Regions from separate parts of the Mus musculus genome. Here region 2 is linked to region 1. A link is a contact called in public Hi-C data. All regions are on one chromosome and are shown on one strand. The core of a region is the stretch at or near the end of the contact, and the rest is flanking DNA. Distances in the headings are between cores, read along the strand shown.

Region 1 (6,606 bases), core at 2,204-4,703:
TTATCTGTGTATGTTCGTGAGTGTGTGTGTGTACCATTTCCTGCTGAGCCATGTCTCTGGCCCTGACTTCATTTCCTAGGGTAGGAAACTGAGGCTTACACGGGACCAGGAGGGGCTCACACTGACACACCTAGCCCTGGTCTTGTGGCTTCGATTGTTTCTTCTCTGGGATAGTAAACACTGCCAACTTTCCTTTCACTGGGTGCTCGGGAAGGCAAGGCAGAAGAAAACAGTGGAGTGGCCCCCAAAGTGGGACAGGCAGGGTACATTTCACAGGACATTTTCACTCTCTGGTGGGAACAGCGGGACACAGAAGAAGCCTCATGGACTCCAAGTTTCTTTTCCCACACTCGTTGGCAGCCTTGGGTTTGTTATCCTTGCGACAATGCCACTGTCCTCATGAAACCTGGTGACGTTGGCTGAGCAAATACTACCTCCGATATTGACTCAAAACGTGTACAGGGGCTCAAAGTTCAAGTTCAGTGGGGCCTGAGGCTTGGAGGAGGAGGGGAAAACACTGCCTCCTGTGATTACAACATTCTTTAGTATGAAGTAGAGTTCCCTCAAAACTAGGTCTCATAGCCAAGTCCCCAAACGTCTTAAGCACTTTGGATAGATATCTATTGAGTCCTGCCAACCGGAAAGGAGGCTAGAGAGAATGACCATGGAGCAGCCATCCTCTTGGCAAAACAGTGGGGGCTGTGAAAATTCCCTGTCACATATATTAGGTGGGATAGTTAGGGTTGGGATGTTGTTTGGCCTTCTACACATAAGACCTTGGCTTCCAGCTCTAGTACTGAAAAAAAAACCAAACCAAAACAAAACAAAACAAACAAACAAACAAACAAAAAAACGAGGGCTGTGGTAGCTCCGTGGCAGAGCACCTGACTAGCATGCATGCAACCCTACGATTAATCAGCTTATCTTATTCTTTCCATTGTCCTCAAACTTGATATGTGGCCAAGGACAATTTGAACTTCTTGCTGGGATCACAAGTGTGCATCATTATACCCTCTTTATGTGGTGTGGGGGATGGGATCTAGGACTTCATGCCTGCTAGACAAGCGCTGTAATACTGAGCCACATCCCCAGTTGTGGTTTGTTTTTTAGATTAAAAATAATGTGTATGGGAATGTATGAACATATAAATGCAGGTGCCCATGATGGCCAGAAGGGGGAGCAAGATCCCCAGGAGCTGGAGTTATAGGTGTTTGTGAACATTGAGACTTGGATGCCGGGAACCAAACTGTGGTCTTGGGCAAGAGTAGTATTCGTACTTAGTTACTGAGCAATTTCCTCCAACTCTGTTTTTGTTTTGTTTTGTTTTGTTTTGTTTTGGTTTGGTTTGGTTTGGTTTGGTTTGGTTTGGTTTGGTTTGGTTTGGTTTTTGAGACAGGCTCACGCTGTAACCCAGGCTGGTCTCCAACTCATATATGATCCTCCTGCCTCAGTCTCCCAAGTAATGAAATTACAGATGTGAGCCACCACACAGGGCAAACGTATCCATCGTGAGCAGCTGGCACAGTCTATGGGATTGAAACTGAGAAAGAATGTGAAAAATAAACAGGCGAGCTTGAGAAAGGTTATTCTAGCCTTGGTGCCAGTTCCTGGTATATTTTCAGCGCTCAGGGAGTTTAGGTTAATGCCCCAAGCTTCCCCATCCCCACCCCGAGGGGCGAGGGGGAGGTTAAGCTCTTTATTAATAGCCACTCCGGGAGCTACAGTCCTTGGGAAAAGGGCTATGGTGAGGGTAGAGGAAGGAAAATGAGGTCCCCACAGGATAAAACCAGGTGCAGGCGGCTCTGGCTCATTATGGTGCCTCCCCAAGGCACGAGGTGTCTGAGAGTTCCTTCTGATGTTGTCTCCGCCCCTGCTCCTGTCCCTCCTGGCCGGCAGGGAGGGCCTGCTGTCAAGGCCGCTGAGCCTCCTGGACAGACAGGGCACAGGGCCAATCCAGAGGGACGCAAAGCAGGACGCCAAGAAAAGAGGAAGTGTCCTTGGGGAGGGGACCGGTTAGGACTGGGGTTCTAGGGAGAGAAGGAAGGGCATTTAAGGTGAGTCCAACAGTCCAGGACTTAAAAGGAGCCTTAAGTAGGGGGCAGCAAGAGGTGACACTAGAGCCATCGAGGCCGATGAGGCCCGGGGGACAGCAGAAAGTGTTTCCAGATAGCACCTCTGCAGTGCCAGCCACATGTCACACTGGTCTCTGCTTCCACGCTCAGGAACAGGTGCTCAGATAAGGATGCTTAAGAAGATGGAAGGCGTTTGGGTGTGTCAGAACAATGAAGGCAAGTGAAAGACCCCGATTCTCTATGAGTCCCTTCACATAAACTAAAAATCTCAAAGTTACACCCAACAATCGCCTGTCCTTTTAAATAATAGAGGTGTAGGGGGAGATGAGATACAGCAACAGTTAACTACAGTTGGGGGCGGGATCAAGGGGAACTTTCATTTTCTCTATGGAACCCTTCCACGGCAAGGCAGAGAAAGATGGAGGCAAACAGGGCTCTTCCATGACCAGGCGTGCTTGACCTCAGAGCTGCGACTCTTCCTTCTTCAGCGCATTTATGGAGAGCTTGCTACACGCAGGGCCTGGAGCTGCAGCCTGGGAGGGCGCCCCATCTGGCGGGTAGAGTGCTTTGCCATGTCTGGCCCGACTTCTCTACACCCTGTTCACAACTCACCCTGCAACCTTCGTTCCCCGTGTGCTGCCAGCGATCCCCCTCCAGAAGCCACTCTGTCCGAGGTTCCAATCACTCCCCTATTGACACCTATTCGTTCTCAGCGTTCAAAGAGTACTTCGATTCCGTTGCTTTTGGGCGCAGAGACTTGAATCCAGGACCTTACACAGGCAAGGAATGCACGGCATTGTGAGCTACCCACACACCCTAATTGTTCCGCAGATGAGGGTTCCCCCGCCCCCTGACGATTTTATCCCAGGGAGACTATGAGTGTGTTGGCCTCTGGCGCCAACCTGCCCCCGGATGTCAAACATCTGTTCTCAAACTTGGAACCTGAGCTTACTTCTTCATTCTCTGATGTTAGACAAGCCGTTCTTCCCAACACCACCCCAAGCGTCCCACTCCCCTTTTTTAAAAAAAAAAATAATCAACCAAACAACCAAACAAACCAAAAGTCTGGAGCAAAATCAGCATAACTCCCGCAGGGTTGCAGAGAAGTTTACGGGCGGATTAGTGTAAACCGCGAGTGTAAGCCAAGTATGGTGCAAAGAGCTGTTTTGGACATGGCTTTAATGAGTTGGTCCCTTTTGTATATGAAGAAACTGAGGCTCTCAGGGTAAGGAATGTTGTCCTAGGTCTGCCGTTGGCAAGCTCGGGACTTAGCCTCAGTTTCCTTACTGACCTCCTCCCCGCAGCCCCGCCCCGTCCAGGCCCCGCCCCGTCCTGCCCGCGCTGCAGCCCAGCTGGGCTCAGCCAATCACCCGCGGCGCGCGTCGGTGAGCCTGGCCTCGCCCGCCCCGGCCCGGACTCCGCTCGCTCATTCCGCCGCCGCCGTCTGCAGACTCGGTAAGACACCGCGAGGGCAGCGCTGCGGCACCGCCCTGGGCTGGGCGCGCGGGTGTCATTCTTAAGAGTGTGGAGGGAGACCCAGACTGTGCCCGTAGGGTACGCGTGAGCCGCGCATTGGAGAAGCAGAGGGCACTCCCTCCCCCGCGCAGTGACGGATCTGGGGGATCCCGGGACGGGAGGAAAGATGCTTGGTCCCCAGACTGGGCAAAATGCCTCCACTCGGGACGCGTGGGACCTCGGCTCGTGGTGTCCCGCCCCACGGTGGATTCACTCACCGCGTGGGTTTGGGGTCTTCATTGCTCTGTGAAAGATGCTTATGATTAGGCGTGACTCCTTGGTCCCTGACCAGTAGGAGTGTCAACTCCCTTTCTGACCCCTGCTCACTCCCCACTCCGCGGGTGGCTTGGGGCCAGTGTGGACGCCGAGCGTTCTCCAGGCTCTTTCCACCCGCTACTCTGCAGGTGGATTGGTTCTCGGGGTCCGTGAGGGTCGGGCTCGGCAGTAGGAAGGATGCTCGCACAGGGGACTTGGCAGGTGGCCGGTGCCCTCTCTTCGTGCGGGTCCCTGCAGTATAGCCTTCGGGACACACCCTTGGCGCAGAGACTTAAGTGTTTTGCACCCCTCACCGCGGTTTTGCCCGGGGTTCAAGGGCAGGTGGGTGTCAGAGACTGCCCAAGGTCGCGCCGGGACCAGAGCCCGGGAGGGTGGGGGCGTCACGTGACCTGGCCTGAGCGAACTTGGCCTGGGACAGCCGGACAGCACGGTCTGGGCAACCAGGCTGTGCGGTAACAGCGGGTACCCTTCGTTTTTCTTCATCTTATTGTGAATCGGGTCTGGTTTTCGTTGATGTCACAGAACACAGATGAACGCTCAAGTTTTTAAGGAGTTAAAAAGTTCCTAGTGTGAACCAGGCTACATACAATCAAGCTCAGTACTCTCAGCTCTGGGCCGACTCTCGTTCCGTGCATTTAAATAGTTGTCCAAAAACAGATTTTAGTCGGAAACTGCTAACTTTGGAAGTTCGCAAATAAAATGAAAGTGAGTTTAGAAGCCTTTCGGAACGCGTATTTAGTTACAGCATTTTGTTGCACAGGCGTCTGGTTTCTGGTCATTCCTGATATTCAAGCGTGTTTATCACTGTCAAAACCACAAGCCAAATGACTAAAACACAGCTTTGGCCTTTTATTTGTGCCAGCAAGCATACATCACCACCACCCCCTTCCTAGTCGGTCGACTCAGGACTCAGTGAGGACCTAAAGCAGAGGACTGTGGTGTGGGGAGGACAGTGCTTGCTCCGGGGCAGTGCAGAGTAGTAGGTAGGTCTGGGCAGCGTCCGCATTCAGAGTCCTGGGCTAGACTGGTTTTGCTGCAGCACCCGGAGCTCTTTTGTCATGTAAATTATTGCTTTTCTTAACTAAAGCCTCGCTAGACTTAACCTTACACTTGAATTTTCTCTTTTATCTATTTATTTACTTTTAAAAAATGAGATAGGATCTCATGTAACACAGGCTGCCCTCCAGCCTGCTCTGTACCCAAGGTTGGTTTTGAACCCCCGATCTCCTTCCTGCACCCACCCATAAGTGCGGTGATTATAGGCGAGCACCACCACGCCCGGCTTTGAACTCCTTAACCGTCTTTGGAATCAAGCTCCGGTTAGGTTTTGTATCAAAAGTGGCCGAAGCGGCTTCCTGCACAAGACAAAACCTTTCGAGTTTGAGCTAGAAAGCCACCTGACTGCAGATGAGGGGTGGAACGCCTCCCTTCCGCCGCCGCTGCGCTTGGCCCTGACCCAGTGGTCACGAAACCGGCAGGCCTGATTCTCTCGGGAGTTTGGGGCGCTGGCCGGGGTTTAGCCAACCCTGATTCCTCTTGCCCATTTTGCCCATTCATAAAAGCGCTGCAATTTTTACTTTATTTTCCCCTTGGGTTTCGCAGCGAAACCCTTCGAGGCACGGTGCCGGCTGGCTGTTTTGTTGTATGCGACAGCTGTCCTCGGACAAAGCGGATCGGTGACTCCGGGATGGCAGCGGCGACGCGTCGCTCCGGAAGGCCTGCGTGGGCTCGGCCGGTGGAACAGGATCCGAGCGCCCCGGACGCGCCAGCACGGGGGCGGGGCACCCGTAACCTTTCCCCTACTTTTCTCAGCCGTCACGTGACCCGGCTGGGTAGGGGAAGGGGCGGGGCGGGAAGCCGCTGTTGTTAGTGCCCTTCCCTTCCCCAGCGCCTTGAACTTGCAGTCTGGATCTGCAGGCGGCTAGAGCCACGCGACTTTCCTGTACTTTGACCGTTTGAAGGTTTTTTTTTTTTTTTGGTTAGAAAATATGTTTAGTCACTCTTCAGTCACTCTTCATAGATATTTACCGGTAGGCCCGAGTCTTAAAGCTGGTGGAAGTCTGCATTTGAACTAGTTTAGAATAAAATGGTAGTCCAAGGTGGATAATTTTAAAGTGTGTTTAGCAGACTGGACAGTCCCCTGAAGGAGGGAGAGTCGCTCGAATCTGGGAGTTAAGGGACAGCCTGGGAATAGGCAAAGATCCATCCTCAGCTCGGGAAAGAAGAAAAAGGGAGGTGGGGTTTTAAGCCGGTGGCGGTGGCGCGCCTAGTAGGCTTAAAAAGGATTACTGCACACTTGAATTAATGCCAATTTAAGCTCTTAGTGCAAGAATTTTTGTTGTTTGGAAAATAAGCCTGCTGCCAAGCCTGACTACCCTAACTCGAAGGGTGAAAATGATCCCGACTTCTGCACACCGTGCTATAGTGTGCACTCAACCGCCACCATAAATAAATAAGATACATGGTTTTGTTTTAAGTAAAAAGCAATACAAGCATATTGTGCAAAATTAGAAAGGCAAAAATGGGGTGCGATGCAGTCACCTACTTACTCAGTAGTTACTGCAAAGGCCACCACTGTGAGCAGTTCATTCAGGACTGTGATGGTGTGTACCTGTACCATCTAGCTCTTCGGAGGTGGACAGAGGAGAGCCGGACTTAAGGCCAGCTACCACCATCCGTGAGTTGGAGTCCTGTGTGGGATACACAAGAACTTGTCTCTAAACCAAACCTAGACTGCAAAGTT
Region 2 (6,606 bases), core at 1,252-3,751, 8.6 Mb after region 1:
AGGCAGATCTCTGTGAGTCTAAAGTCTACATGGTGAGTTTCAGGATAGAAAGGGCTATGGTATATAGAGAGAGACTGTATCAAGAAACTAAAAATAAAAAAATAAGTAAGATCTGACTAAATATTTTCATGCTTCAAGGGCAAAAATGTCTCCTTTATAACCTCGCAGACCTTTTATAGCACGTGATGGCGACTCGTGTCATCCTGAGTGGATAAAGCAACTACTAAGATGAGTAGTCCACATACTTGAGGGTGTGTCTGAAGATTTTGTCAGAGAAAATTAGATCATGAGCACTGTAATCTAATGAAGAGAGTGTCGTGATTATAATGAGTGATTCAAACTATGAGGGTTTGGAATTGTGATGCCATTCCTGGGAAGTCCTGGAAGGTCAGAGGAAGTGGCAGCTGGTGTGTGCCCCTTGGAAGCTTAATCTTTTTTTTTTTAATTAGATATTTACTTTATTTACATTTCAAATGGTGTCCCCTTTCCTGATTTCCCTCGGAAAACTCCCTAGTCCCTCCCCACCTCCCCCTGGTCACCAACCCACCCTGCTTCCTGGCCCTGGAATTCCCCTATACTGGGGCTTAGAGCCTTCACAGGACCAAGGGCCTCTCCTCTCATTGATGAGCGGCTAGGCCATCCTCTGCTACATATGCAGCTAGAGCCACGAATCCCACCATGTGTGCTCTGTGGTTGGTGATTTAGTCCCTGGGAGCTCTGGGGATACTGGTTAGTTCATACTGTTGTTCATATTGTTGTTCCTCCTATGGAGCTGCAAACCCTTTCATCTCCTTAGGCTCTTTCTCTAGCACCTTCACTGGGGACCCTGTGGGAAACTGAATCTTAAACCTCTTCTATAGCTCAGGTTTTTTCTTCTTCTACAAGAAACAAATGGCCCTTGCCACACACTCCCACTCCAAAACTTGCTAGCACCAAGCACAAATTGCACCCTCAGAAACCTGAATCCAAATTAACATTTCCCCATTTAAACTGTCTACTCAGATATTTTGGTCACAGCACAAAACTAATAGTAGCAAGCCAACAAAAGACGTTTTGTAAATGAGGGGTGGCAGGCTTAAAAAAAGAAGTTATGTCCAGAGTTTGCTAGCTCTTGGTCTACATAGCCTCTCAGTACTTGGGTAATTGTGAAAACCTGTTACCTCACAAATGAAAGTTTGTTTCATAACTCTTGAAAATTACTTATTAGCTTACCTTGCCTTCTCTTCAAGAGTCAATTCTATTTGCTCTTAAGTGATCAGATTTGGGGATTCAGATATCTTAGCTGCCAACTTTGCAACAGTTTCCGGTGGGCAGCTTAAGGCTATCTACTTCTCTCTAACCTCCAGGTTCCTTATCTAGAGAGCAGAGAATGTAACTATTCGATTACTACTTAGTGAGGTAGATATAATTTTACCCATTTTACGAAAGAAAACCTGAAGGGTCAGATGTTTAGAAAGACATGCCCAGTTTCACGCAGCAGTGAAAAAACACGTTTCCCAATCCAGAACTTCTATTTTCAAATCCAATGCTTATAGTAAACTAGTTGATTAATCCAGTCACGCTAACAGTAACGTGTTAAGGAATTAAAGTTCACCATTCATTCCCAGGTGAGACAACCGCCTGAGTGACACTCGTGAGGCAGAGGCAGGCGGATCTCTGCGAGGACAGCCTAGTCTACAGAGTGAATAACAAGACAGCCAAGGCTACACAGAGAAACCCTGGCTCAAAAATAAAATAAAAAATAAGACACCCTCTCAAACGGTCTCGCTACAGGCAATAAAGCACCAAAGCAGCAGACTTCTAGAACCAGGGTGCTGAGGCGGAAGCTGAACAAACTCCGCTGGGCTTCATCCTCAGCGGAAATGGCTGTCCACAGCGCCCAAGCTCACCGACCTTGCTGCGGTGACCCCAGCCCCAAGGCTGCGCGGCCCGTTAGGGCTCTCCCGCTTTCCAACGGGGTGAAGGGCCTGGCATCTAAAAATATCACCTTAGATAATCCTTGTTAAATGTGCCTTCGTCTTTTTCCTAAAACCAAACGCTGTCAACACTTTGGCCTCTATCAATCACAGCCTTGGCCTCCCGACTGATTCAGCCAGCGACCTGTCCCTTTCCAAGAATACTGACTTGCCATACTAGTCCCCCCTCACAGACCAAGTCAAGGCACCCCGAGGAGGACACTGGACGTTAAATGAAATCACCCAAGAATAAATCCCCGATGTTCTCTGCTGAGACGCTTCGGGGGTCGCATCCTGTGACATTCACAAGGCTTTTCTCCGCCCAATCAGTGACGGGAACCTCGTGACTCAAAAGCACTGCGCAACTGTGCAGTTAGGAAAACGGAGGAGGAGCCGCAAGCCGGGGCTCTCTGGGTCATCCCTCTCCGACGGCCCGCGCGTGCGCAGTGTCTCGCCTAGGGATCTCTTTCCCGCCGCTCACACTAGGAAGCCAAACGCCAAATCTGTCCCCGCGCAGCTGCCGCCGCCGGGGCGCCCGCCCAGCCCGAGGCGCGCCTGCGCACGTCCCCACGCACGCTCCGGCGTACGGCGGCGGCCAGGGGTCGCGAGCCGGTGGGAGACCCGCGCGCGCGGAGCAGCCCGGGGAGTCGGCGCTTCTTTTCCCTCCCTCCCCCCACTCCCCTCCCCGCTCCCTTCCCCCCTCCCCAAGAATGTTCCGCTACGAGGTGAGTGGCTGCGACCGGAAGTGACCCCTCCCTCGCCCGCGCGCCCCTTTTTTTTTCCTCTGCTCGCCCGTCGCGCGGGTCTTGTGCGGCTGAGGAGGGGGCAGGGCGCGGGCGGCTGGGAACCCCGCTTCGGCCGCGAGGCTCGGGTGCGGCCCGCAGCGCACCGCGGAGGGGCGGGACTGGCGAGAGCCGGCCGCTGGTTTGCGGCGGGGAGAGCCCGTTAAGTGCGGTAACCTGACCCTTGGCTTGCGCCTCTGCTCGCGGAGCTGCCTTGGAGACCTGCATGGCTCCTACCCGGTGGTTTTTCCTGAGGCAGAATCCCCGGGGAATGCCCACGGAAGCGTTTCCCGCCCTGCCCCCGGAACCCCTTCACCCGGATTACACACAGCCCTGTGCACGCGGGCTGCCGTCAGGTGGAGGGGCAGGGACTGGTCCTCGGGCTGAGACTTCAGTCGGCTTGGAAAGAAGGCTGGGAGTGGGGAGGGGGGCGTGTCCCGCAGAAGTTCCTTCTAGGAGAAGGGAGAAAAAGTGTGGGTTTGGCGACGTTGTTTGGAGAACGGAGCTGTTTGCTGACCGTCTCTTACTGCTGTGTGACCTTGAGCAACTCCTACTCTTGGGGCCAAACAGACTCCGGATTTGTAGTTTAAGGACTGAGCTAGGGAAATCCTTACCGAGTCATCCTGATTTGGTCCAGTAGATGATTGCCATTTCATAGAGAGTTGCTAGAAGTTGCTTCTGGTGTGGAGGCAGTTGCAGGGCTGGCTCTTTAGGGGGAGGAAGATTGGGTAGAAACGGCCCCTAAAAGTTCCCAGGTAAGTTATATCACAAGCTGTTCCCCTAGAGTGTGGAATTCCAATTTGGAATCTTTAAACATTGGAAACAGTAGAAAGCTTGAGCTTACACTTGTGACTCAACTCACTTTTTGTAAACATGAGGAGAGATGATGAGATACTGTGAATAGAAGTTGCCAGAAGCAAAGAAAACTTAGTAAACTGAATAAATCTGTATTGGGATAAGTGATTGAAATTAGGATATACCAAGCTTGTCTAGTGATTTTTACTCCCTGGAGACTGCGGCAAGAGAATCAGGAGTTCTAAGCCAGACTGTACCTAGAGAAATAGTAACTAAAACAAAATAAATTAGAGCATACCCAAGATGTGATGGGGATTCTAGTTTTTGTTCAGCTTTCTAAAATCTTTGCTGTGTTTAATCCTCACACAGATTTCTTTCAAAGTTGTGTTTGGCTCAGAATTACAGTTTAAGGCACAGAGGTATAATACCTAGTACAGAGTCTGAGACATAGAGGTGTCTGGGAGCTGGAGAGATGGCTGCTCTTCCACAAACCCCTGGTTCAGTTCCCAGCACCCACATGGCAGCTCACAGCTTGTAACTACAGTTCCAGGGGACCTAGCATTATCACATAGACAACTTTGTAAGTGTAGAAAGAAGTTGTGATTGTTTTTTAACGCTTAACTTAAATTGCAGCTAAAAAAGATGGTGTTCTGTTTTCTGGCTAGAGTTTAGTCCTACAGGAAAGAGGAAGAAAAATGGACAGACTTAAAAGCATTGGGAAAACGACAGGGATGTAATGAGTAATATGGAATTTTGTTGAAAAAGTTACATGAAACTCAGGATGATAAAGTATTCATTTATAATTACCACTATTTCAAACAGTGATATAAAGGAATTTTGTATCATTAAAAAGGCCCAACTTTAAATGACTATATAAATGTCTTGAGAAATTAATCATCCTTTTTTTTTCTTTTGTAGTCTTTGGAGGATTGTCCTCTAGATGAAGATGAAGATGCATTTCAAGGCCTGGGAGAAGAAGATGAAGAAATTGATCAATTTAATGATGATACCTTTGGGTCAGGTGCAGTTGGTAAGTGACATATTTTATACTGTCTTTGTTGATCTCATCACGACTTTGGTATTAGGTCCACCTGTAATGTGAGTTTTCTGTGTATGCATGTGTGCGGGGGTGGGTAAGCGTGTTCCATGGCTGTCTTGTGAAGGCCAAAGGAAGGCCTCAAGAGTTGGAGCTCACATTCTCCCTTGTTGAGCCAGGATCCCTCCTGTTTCTTCCACAGAGCTACATATGTAAGGCTAGGTGACCCAGAGATCTGGGTCATTCCTGTGCTCCATCTTCTGTCCCAAAGTAGAATATTCGGATTACAGATGTTGACCAATTCATCCAGCTGTGTTCTGGGGGTTAGACTGAGGTTGTCAGATTTGTACATAAATTGATTTTATTTGTCAGATTTGTACATAAATTGATTTTTATTTACTCAGGTGAGCTGAGTGTTCTTCCTGACCCAGTTTTGTTTATATAATACAGTCTTCACTAAATAATAGCAGTTCATCTTCTGTACTGCTCACCAGGGCCTCTTTGCTTCACCTATAATAGCAGGTATTCTCAATTCTCTGTAGCTATAGGTTGCCAATATAAGGAATTTAAATAATTGGAAGTAGACATTTAAATGAGGTTGAAAGTAATCCTGGATAAAGGATGTGTTTGTAGAGAGTTCAAGGAAAACGAAAACTAGTGGATATATCGAAAATTCTGACGTAGTATGTAAGACATTTTAAAATTCACTTTACCACAATCAGATGGAGGAAGAACTTGAGTTCTAGGCTAGCCTAGACTACATGGAAAAACCTGTGTCCCAAAAAAGGGGAGGAAAAGCTAGGCAATAGTGGTACCCACCTTTAATCCCAGCATCTGGGAGGCAGAAGCAGGCAGAGCTCTGAGTTCCTGTCTCACACACACCCTTAAAAGTGGGAGGAAGCTCCTAGGCTATCACTAGTATATTGAATAATAATTTCTACTGTCTCAGAAGTGTTTTCAGCACAGTGGAAACACTATGCAAAGAATTTGGGTGATAAAATGTTCTCATAAATTAGTAAAAGTACTTAGAACAAGTTCAGAGAAAGTAGACTAAGGTAAAGTTTATACTTTAAAAGAGCAAGTAGAGTATACAGATGCCTACCTGAAATGTAGAGATTCCTGCTTCAGCTTGTGGAGTGCAGCAGTGACGGTGTGTAGGTTGGTGTGTGTGTAACTATTTGTTATTTCTTTGGAATTGCCGAAGTTCAGTCTGTACTAGTGTTTGAAGTTCAATAATAAAGAAAGTCAGGAAAAATACAACAGCAGTGGGCGTTCAGTACCAAAAAGCTTTAAAAATCTTACAGAGGATACTGATTTTGCAATAATTTAAACAGTTTAAAGTCTTCAAGGCTCACAGAATTAAATGAAGTGGCAAAAATGAAAGGTTTGTTTTTTTTGTCTAGCATTTACAAAAGTCAGTAGAAATCTAAAACTCTCCTGAGGGAGAGCAGCAAGAAATCTGCTAACAGTAGAAGCAGTGCTTGGTAGACAAGAGTTAAAGAATCTTGGAAGGTAGCCAGAGTTAGGAGATGAGATTGTTCAGGAGAATGACATGAGCCAAGATGCTGTTGTCTGTCTCCATGGCGATAGCAAAGGAAACTATGTAGACTAGAATTGCAAGCACTGAGAAGTGATACGAATTGCAAATTGTATTTAGAAGATAGTTTAGCAGTAGTTCCTAAAATACAGTAAAAGCTACAAACACTATATACTTTTGTCAAGATTTTTCTATTAAAATACTGTATAGAATGTTACCATTTTCAGCAAGTTCTTCAGTATTAAAATGGATATGCTTAACATACTTTACTAAGATGAGACAGCATAGTATGTTCTCAATTTTGAACCTTGACAAAATGATCTTTGCCTTCTCCCTGACACTCAGAGTTTTGACAGTGCACCCCCTCCAATCCTGTTTGTCAGCACAAGATAGGGACACTGACCTGAAAAGAATACTGTAGACTTCTTTTATGTGACCAAGTAAAGGTCCTTGGTGCAGAGTAAAGAGCAGTGAGTAGCATAGGGGCAACAAGGTAACATA

The links. Hi-C and Micro-C count contacts between places; a contact is called where the count stands out from the background.
Region 2: a contact with region 1 is called in a Hi-C map of CD8 T cells, with 5 times the contacts expected there. A contact is called at or near these places in 1 of 39 promoter capture datasets (cranial neural crest) and 1 of 484 Hi-C or Micro-C datasets (CD8 T cells).

Annotation. Positions count from the first base shown.
Region 1 is chr19:3,319,848-3,326,453 of GRCm38.p6, forward strand. It overlaps Cpt1a (carnitine palmitoyltransferase 1a, liver), which reads left to right and starts at 3,454. Exons shown (of 19, transcript NM_013495.2): 1 at 3,454-3,527.
Region 2 is chr19:11,909,898-11,916,503 of GRCm38.p6, forward strand. It overlaps Patl1 (protein associated with topoisomerase II homolog 1 (yeast)), which reads left to right and starts at 2,502. Exons shown (of 19, transcript NM_172635.3): 1 at 2,502-2,680; 2 at 4,451-4,562. The coding sequence starts at 2,666. It overlaps Gm31092 (a long non-coding RNA gene), which reads right to left and starts at 2,510. Exons shown (of 2, transcript XR_386559.3): 1 at 2,199-2,510.